Regions from separate parts of the Mus musculus genome. Here region 2 is linked to region 1. A link is a contact called in public HiChIP or PLAC-seq data. All regions are on one chromosome and are shown on one strand. Each heading gives the region's core, a stretch centred on a gene start, on an enhancer-like site or on the middle of the called end of the contact. The rest is flanking DNA. Distances are from core to core; before and after follow the strand shown. Region 1 holds the start of Tor1b (torsin family 1, member B). Region 2 overlaps Fnbp1 (formin binding protein 1).

The links. HiChIP or PLAC-seq counts read pairs in DNA pulled down with a chosen protein or histone mark.
Region 2: a contact with region 1 is called in an HNF4G HiChIP or PLAC-seq map of pancreatic cancer cells. The contact joins the enhancer-like site here to the promoter of Tor1b in region 1. A contact is called at or near these places in 4 of 39 promoter capture datasets (embryonic stem cells and liver), 3 of 115 datasets of contacts at active chromatin or transcription factors (embryonic stem cells and pancreatic cancer cells) and 3 of 9 other capture datasets (adipose tissue, liver and pancreatic islet).

Annotation. Positions count from the first base shown.
Region 1 is chr2:30,951,431-30,955,478 of GRCm38.p6, reverse strand. Tor1b (torsin family 1, member B) reads right to left here and starts at 2,478. Exons shown (of 5, transcript NM_133673.3): 1 at 2,256-2,478; 2 at 1,462-1,727. The coding sequence starts at 2,454.
Region 2 is chr2:31,041,009-31,045,687 of GRCm38.p6, reverse strand. It overlaps Fnbp1 (formin binding protein 1), which reads left to right. Exons shown (of 17, transcript NM_001177648.1): 11 at 792-806. Among named protein-coding and RNA genes, the nearest start is that of Gm39786, 47 kb to the right of the region's middle. Within about 2 kb of position 2,592, at least 49 of the 459 cell types and tissues checked have an H3K27ac peak or open chromatin away from gene starts, as enhancers often do. A contact at or near this core is called in pancreatic cancer cells, where this site is marked.

The DNA.
Region 1 (4,048 bases), core at 1,229-3,728:
TGCATACAGCCACTGACACACCTCTGCGTACAGGCCCAAGCGAGGCGGAAGGAGAGAGTCCCTGAGTAGCTCTGTCAAGGTATTTCATCACAGCAACAGGAAAAGAAGCCGAGACAACAGGCACACAGAAATGACAACTGGATTCAGATCTGCACAATGCAGGGGGCCGAGGCTCTGAACTGACACAGTGAGTGAAGGTGCTGCCCTGGCTGGAATGAGAAACCCTGAGCTACCTCCCTAGCACCCTTGCTTTATTGAAACACCCAAGCAACAACTTCTCATCCCCTAAGTGGGAAAGGCCACAACTACAGACTTCCCACTGCAAATACTGTACTTCAAGAGATCTATAATAAAATCTGGAAAACATGAACATAACTTCATGGTGGCGACGGGTAGCTTGGTGGCACAGCACTTCCTCAGCACCTTCAAATAAACCCTTCCTTCTGGCACTCCTCCCTGGCTGACAACAGTTTCCTTTCCTCCTTCGATGGGGTTTCTGTTTGCTAGCTCCGTCCAGCAGGGGGTCAAACACCAATAAGCAAGATAGTCATTTACATCAGATTCAAGGGATGAAAAATGCAGAGATCTCACAAGGAAAACCAGGCTGGAGCTTTGCTTCCGACTCACACGGGCAGCAGACAGAGGTGGCAAGTTTTAGATGTGGCCATGCCCAAGCAAACTATCTAAGGCCGCCCTACCTAACACCCTGTGCCCTGCTGGGAATGGAAATCCCTTTATGAGTGCCTAAGGCAGAGGCCTGGAGACAGGAGGTGAGGAGTTCAGGTTGTGAGGGACAAGTCACCTTGCCTCTCTTGTCCACTTTCTCTGATTTCAGTCCCCTCCTCCCTCCCCCTATCCCAGGAATGATACCCCACCCCACCTCACCCCTACACTAGTTGGCTCCATCTTTAAATGATCATAGCATCCCCTACCTCACTGGATTATTTTGGAATAGCAATTTTAGAAACAAAGAAGATGGGACACACCTATAATCCCAGCACTTGGAAGTTGAAGGTAGGAGGATCAGAAGTTCAAAGCCAGCCTCTGCTATTTATAGTGAGTTTGAAGCCAACCTGGGCTACATTAGACCCTGTCTAAAACCACCCTCTCTCCCACATGCCATAAACTGGGCAAATTGATAGATGCCTGTTGATCTCAGCCCTCAGAAAGCTGGATCCCTAACACCAAAGCCAGCCTGGACTACACGATGAGGCACTGTCTCAGAAAGTATAAATAAAGAGAGGCTAGGCATTTAATCCCAGCCTTTGGAGGGCAGAGGTAGGTAGATCTCTGTGAGTTCCAGGCCTGCCAGACCTACACAGTAAAACTCAGTCAAATAAATAGCAGAAAGCAAAGCAGAGGCCAGATGGAGCACTTCAAGGCAGAGAAAGAAAAGCAGAGGCCAGAGCTACTGAGTAAAGTACCCCAGGCATATGATCAAAAATCGGTAGGTTTTCTTGCCTGGTACACCTTTATCTTCTGCTCATGAGGGAAGTGCAAAGTAGAGACGAACAGGTGGACAAAGTTACTCTTCAGGCCTTTTGGATAAAGGTTTTCAGCCACAATCTGGCTGATAAAATTCTTGCCCGTGCCAGCCCAGCCGTGCAAGGACAGAGTCAATGGTTTCTTGGAATTTTTGTTGTTCCTGAAGCCAGTCAATGCCTTGAGAATCACTTCGGTGGCAAGGTGCTGTCCAAACAGCTTCTCTTCCAAGTCCAGCTTGAGGGCTGCGGAGGCCCGCACCGGAACAAAGAGAAAAACACAGGTTAAAAAAGTACCTGAGTCAGAGGCACAGTTAGCGACTGATCCAGCAGGGCCAGAAGGGATGAAAAATGCAGAGATCTCACAGATCAGAGCCAGAATCATAAGGACCTACAGTCAGATCCTTAAGTGCCAGTTCTCCTTAACATCTAAATGTCAAACAAGCTACACAGATTCTTTCATCCAGGGAAGAACCATTTGGCGGCTGTGCTCCGGGCTAGCTTTCCCGCCACCCCTGATGGCTCGAAAAAAAAACAAACAAACAGCAAGAGCAACAGGCGGGCTTTCTGGATGGAGCTCCACGCCTGGCACCCCCTGGCGGGGCGCACCAGCTGGCCCCGTTGCGTTCAGTTCTCCAGGTGGTCATTGCAAGGCCTGCAAAGGTGTGGCGAGGTCCCGGCCGTGTGTGTCTCCCGCGGCGCCGCATCCAGCAGGAGCGGGAGCCAAGCTCCCAGTGCCCTCCCGCCCGCCCCGACCGGCCCGCGGGCACATACCCGACGTGTTGAGGGGCCGTTCCTCATGGCAGCACTCGGTGAAGCGGCAGTAGAAATCGGTATAGGACAGGTAGCCGGTGAGCGCCGACACGGCCCCGATGGCGATGCCCACGCTTACGGGCTCGAACGCCCCCGCCACGTGGGCGGCCAGCAGCGCCCACAGGGCCGTGGAGCCCCCAAACGCTCCGATTCGTCTCATCGCACGCAGGGAAGCACCGTGCGGCTGCGCTCCGAGCGCAGGATTCAGTCCCAGGGACTGAACTTCCGGTACGGCGCTGTCACTTCCGCTTAGCTAGAAAGCCGCCTTGTTGGAAAGGGGCGGGGAGATTATTGTCACCAACGTTGTGAGTGTCAGGAAACCCTCTAGAGACCATTAAAGGAATTTCATTCCTATCTTTTAGAGGTCCTGTTTGTTTGTTGGTTGGTTTGTTATACAAACACACACACACACACACACACACACACACAGGAGACGGAGAGAGGGAGAGAACGCAGAGATGGATCAGTTGTTAGGGGCACTGACTAGCTCTTCCTGAGGACCTGGGTTCACTTCCAAGCACCCACATTCCTGTTTTGTGACGGTCTCTAACCAGTTCCAGGGGTTCTGCCACTCTCTTTTGGCCTCTGTAAGCACTGCACACACACACACGGGACACAGACATACACGCAAGCAAAACAATCATACACACAACATAATAAAATTATTGGAAAATTATGCACACATAAAAATCAAAAGCCCAGATTGGGCTCCCAGCATCCACATCTGGTGGCTTATGATTGCCTGTACCTCCAGAACTTTTCCTCCGAGCTTTGTGGGCACCTCCACGTATACGGTGCTGTACAGAAGCTCAGGCGTGCACATACATATAAGATAATACATAAATAAATAAAATAATAATAATAATAATAGCAACAATAATGTGTGCTTGTTGTGAGAGAGACAGGGCTGAGCACTAGGGATGTAACGCACATAGGGACACCTGTGGGGGATTCACAAGGGAGACAGACATTTGTCTATGCGCATACCACACAGTGGGCCCCAGGTTGCCCGCTGGGAATTCATCCATGGAGTAGAGTTGGTCCTGCCTTTCAGGACACACAGGCTGTAGGGGAGGCAAGCAAGGGGACAAGGACTACTGAGTCATCAAAGTCCAGGTACTGTGGGGCAGGGAAAGCCTTTGCCTATGCTGAAGATTAGAGGTATTAATCAAAAACCGACGAAGTTGGTCATGCAGAAAACAAGCAGTGGTGTGGTTTATGTAAAGAGTAGAGTTTGTAAACAGCCCGTCTGAAATGTGTGATTACTCCTCCACACGCCTTCATTATATCAACTTGATATAGAATTTGAAGCCACAGGCTTTTTTCCTTTTTGTTTGTTTGTTTGTTTGGGTGTTTTGTTTTGTTTTGTTTTTGGGACAGGGTTTCTCTGCGGAGCCCTGGCTGTCCTTGAACTCACTCTGTAGACCAGGCTGGCCTCGAACTCAGAAATCCGCCTGCCTCTGCCTCCCAAGTGCTGGGATTAAAGGTGTGCGCCACCACCGCCTGGCTGCCACAGGCTTTTAATAGGGACAATACAGCCAACTTGAAGATCATTCCCCAAGGAAATAGATTGTCCATACATACTTGGTCCAGACTTTGCCAAACTTGGTTGAGTTCCTTTAGTAACTAATGTGCAATAAATAACTCGTGAACTCTGGCTGTGTGTCAGGCCCAACACTATATAAAGCACATATACCCATATACCAGGCTTACAGCAGGGAATAGGTCAGGTATGGCTCCTGACCTCACAACAG
Region 2 (4,679 bases), core at 1,343-3,842, 90 kb before region 1:
CTGCTCACACCCCATGACTCCGGCTCCAAGGGTTCTGTTGCCCTCTTTTAGGCGAGCTTGTACATGCCCTAGAGTGTGCGCACACATATTTACACACATAAGTAAAAATAAGTATTTTTCATTTAAAAAGCCAATGTTAAAAAAATAAAAACTAAACACCAGAAGGAGGGCTGGCTGCCAATGACCCCAGCGCTGGGGGTGGGGGACAGAAGAGAAGAATCGTGGGGAGTGGGGGGCTATGGGGAGAAGCTGCCTATGACCCCAGCATTCAGGAGACAGAAGGGAAGGTTCCCTGAAAACTGAGGCCATCCCAGCCAGGGATGTACATTGGGTAACCCTGTCTCAAAAGTAAAATTTTAAAAAGACTCTGCATAAAGATGTTCTGGGAGAGAAGTGCTATGCAATTTTTTTCCCTCTTAGGGTCATTATTTGTCACCGATATGCCTAGCAGGTTTAAAGTCCTAGGGTCTGTTCCCAGCACTTCCCCAAGTCACCCTCCCCAGGAAGCTGACTTTCAGAAGCATCCAGTGGAAGGTGACTGACTCTGCAGGGCCATGACGACCCTCTCACACCTTGTCTCAGCTCTGGCACCCAAGATGCTAAGAAGAGTTTCTCTCCCGAGCAGCCCCTCCTGTGAACTTTTGCACAGATCTGCCTGGCCATTTCACAAGTCAGCAGGGAACTGCTGTTATGCGTCCAGTGAGACCGGCCAGTGCCTCCTCTTCTGACCTGTGTTTCTCTCTCTCTCTCTCTCTCTTTCCCGTTTGTTACCTCTTCAATTTCCCACGAAGCTTTCTCTCAAGCTGGTAAGCACCACATCCCGTGCATGTCCCTGGTCTAATTGGGTTCTGGTGTGTGCTGTGTGTGCTCTGCCCCGGGCAGCCTGCCCCCGACATTAACTGTTCCCCTTCATTCTCCTGTGGGTGCTTTTGTTGGTGTTTGGTTGCGTGACTGTCTTACTTACTAAGAAAATTAATGCTTAACATGATTTTATTTTATTTTACTTTGGGGACCTTAGAGTTGCCAAGCATTGATCAATTATCTATATTCATTTGAATGTAATTGTCAGAAATTGAGGAGCAGGGGGGGGGGTCTTCCTACTGGATCATTCTGGGTAGGTAGTCCCTTCCTGGGAGCCACAGGAGTAGATAGGTAAAAACAAAAAACAAAACAAAACTGAGAGCCTAAAGGAGACACTGGGGAGGCAGAGGCAGGAGGATCTCTGTGAGTTTGAGGCCAGCCTGGTCTGCAGAGTGAGTTCCAGGCCAGCCAGAGCTATGTAGAGAGACCCTGAAGGAGACAGTCATGCATGTGTCATGCCTGTCATGACTGCTCAGGTTTCTGGTAGGGAAGACCAGTGGGAAGCTATGATCTTTGGTGGGAGCATTGGGTAAAGCTGATTCCAGGGGCCATAGATGCTTTGATGGACAAAGAGAACTCCTGGTCCATCCTTGCCTGAGCTATCTACCTAGCATCTGTCTGTCTTGCTTCTCCTTCATGGTGTAATTCAAGCAAACAGCCTGAGTAACTGATTTATTAAAAGAAAATCTTAACCAACATAACCCACTATGCTTTGAGAATGAATGAGGACTGCGGACATGGTTCATGGTTCAGTAGTAGAGTCTGCCTAACACAGGCAAAGTCCCAGATTCCATCCCCAGCCACACACACACACACACACACACACACACACAAAGATTAAAGTCATGGAATCTTCCTGAATGCCAAGGCAGAGCAATTCCTCCATTCTCACAGTAATGGACCATGTTAGCTAACCACAGAGTAATACCTGGGGTATCACTCTTGCTGGGTGTCCTACTCTTGATGGCCTGGCATGACATGTGCCATGTGCCCATGAATTTCCTGTAGCTGTGCACATGCATACGTGTACATACATCATTTCTCAACTGACTCTATTTTATCCACAGTCCAGTCAATCTCAAAGACATATATAATTAATTTTTTTATTAAATAATATTTCTCAAAAATGAAACCCCGGGAAGAGTCTGCAGTCAAGAGGGGTCTCTCAGATGGAAGAGGTCTGGATGCTGAATAACTTTAAGCAGTCTTTCCTTTTGGGAAACAAATCCTTTCACCAGCTTGGGAGTGGGCTGTTGCTTCCATGGCATTTAGAGATGGCACAGTGGGTAGGGCTGCTTGTCCTGACAAGCTTGAAGGCATGTTTAAATTCCAATACCATCAAGAAAGCCAAGTATGGCTGCATATATCTTCAGCCCTGGCACTGAGGGGTGGAGATAGGTGAGTGTGAGGAAGGCACTGGGGCACCCAGCCTCAACTGAAAAGCCAGATCCAAGGCTGTAAGATACAGAGGGAGAAAGATGCCTGACGTCCAGCTGGAGCAACCCCTTGGGTATGCACGCATCAGCATGTACCACAAACATGCACACAGACGTGAACTATGAGGTAGAAAATGAATTGGCTGTACAAGCAAACATCTGTTTTATCCGGGCTTGTGCCCGGGAGCAGTGTGGGTCCCATCAGAAGATGGGGCAAGGCCGAATACAGACCCCTCTAACCTGGGTGTGTCTGGCCACACCCTCCAGGGCAGGTTCCACCATTCTACAAACTGGGTCACTCTGGCTGTGTCAGAGACATCCCCCATGACTCAGCGCTAGAAACAAGAGCCCCTTCTCCGCAGAGTGAGTCACCTGCCACAGCTTTGTTTGAGAAAATCTAAACTTCAAAAGCCCAATTGGGTGAGACACCCTTTCTATAGATCCTAAGTTTCTATGAGAAGCTGCTGACCTGAATCTCCATAGCAACCAAGGTGTGAGGTTTTCCCAGTGACTTGTTTTCAAGTAATAACACTGTTGACATAGCCAGGGTAGCTATTGAGAGGGACCTGGCTCTTCGATGGACCTTTTATCAATTGAAGATGATGATTTTGTTGTCATGAGTAACTAGTCCTTCCTCTTCTAGGGCCAGTCACAAGCCACCAGCCTGCAGTGTTCCTTACAGGCGTCTCCAAAGCCATTCAGATGCCGTCCAAGCCTCATACATGTCCTAAGAGTCGGGTCACCACTGAACCAGCCACATTCAAGTGGGGCAGTCAGCTGTAGTAGCTGTACAGTGCAGCCACACAATGTCCCCAGCATCACAGAAAGTTCTAGAAGGCTCTCTGGCCACTGCCCAGATCACCTTGCTGACACAACTCCATGACTTGCATTGAATTTTGTTCCGTCTGAGATTTAAAAGCAAAACAAACAAAACCTCAGGGCTGGGAAAATGAGTCCAGAGGCGAAAGTATTTATAAGCCCAGCAGCAGGCAGACGTGTATATAAGCCTAGCACTGTGTGGGTAGAGTATGCAATGGGAAACAACCAAGATACCCTGTCTCAAACTACACACACACACATACACCAATCTAGGAAACAATGATCAGGGTCGCCAAGCTGGCTCACTGGAATGGGCTGTTTGGTGCTAACCCGATGAATTCCAGAGACCCACATGGTTGAAAGATGGAGCTGACTCCCACAGATTGTAGAATGAATACATATTGTAAAGATGGATTTTCCTCCAAGCTCAGTGCTTAAATAGAATGAGTAGAAAGCTAGACAGTGATGTTTCACTAGTGTGCGTGGGAGAGGGGAGCCGCTGGCCTGTAGGACCATGCTTGGCCTGGTGACAGGAATACTGCCCATCCTCTCCCGCTCCCACACCCACCACACACCCAGGGGGTCTCAGGATGGAGTGCTGACCTCCACCTGGCCTAAGGGGCGAGCCATTTGCTGACTCCTGTGCTCCCCCGGCAGCAGCTTCTCCTAATCAGCCTAGAAGCCTCTGTCACAAGCCCCCATGTAAGCTGCTTGGCAAATCCAGCTGGATTCCAGAATCACGTTCCCTGGGCCACCAAGTCAGTCTCGCTCTTGTTTGAAAAGAATTGAGGTTTTCAAGTAAAATCTCTTTTTATAAATTTCCTGGCTTTCTCTGGGTCCATTGAATACATTTCATTCTTTATGAAAATGGCCTCACTTAAGGAAGAGCTCTTGTACTGCCTTGAAGCCAAGGAGGCAGTCCTTGGAGGAAGACCAGCTCCCCGAGAGCGCCTACTGAAAGTACAGTAAGAGCCAACAGTGCAGTAGGAGCTTAAGAGAGTCCCAGCCAGGTGTGGTGACTCATGCCTGCGACCCTGGCACTCGGGAGTCTGAGTCTGAAGGATTGCACTCAGCTGAGCCAGAGCTGGAGAGACGGCTTGGTAGTTAGGAGAATGCAGAAGACCCAAGTTCTTTTCCAACATCCTGTAGCTCACGACCACCTGTAACTCATTCCAGGGACCCTAATGCCCTCTTCACTGAACACACAGGTGCACGTGTGCATATGGGCTATGGGCACTTACACATACAATTTTAAAATAAAATCTTTTAAGTCTGGGGAGGGGGGATCAGGAGCTAGATGTGGTGGTTTACCCCTTTAATTCCACTACCTAGAAAACTAAGGCAGGGGGATCACTGTGAGTTTGAGACTGTAGTCTGGAAGTACAATGCATGTCTAGCACATGTAGGCCTCAGGTTCAACCCTGCAGAGAAGGGGTCAGGGCGTGTTACCACACGCTCTGACAGTAGAAGCACGGGAGGTTGGTTTTGTACACTGTAGGAAGTAAATCTGGGGTCCCAGAGTCAGCGAGGGACAAGTGACACCAGAAGGGGGTGATGGTTTTT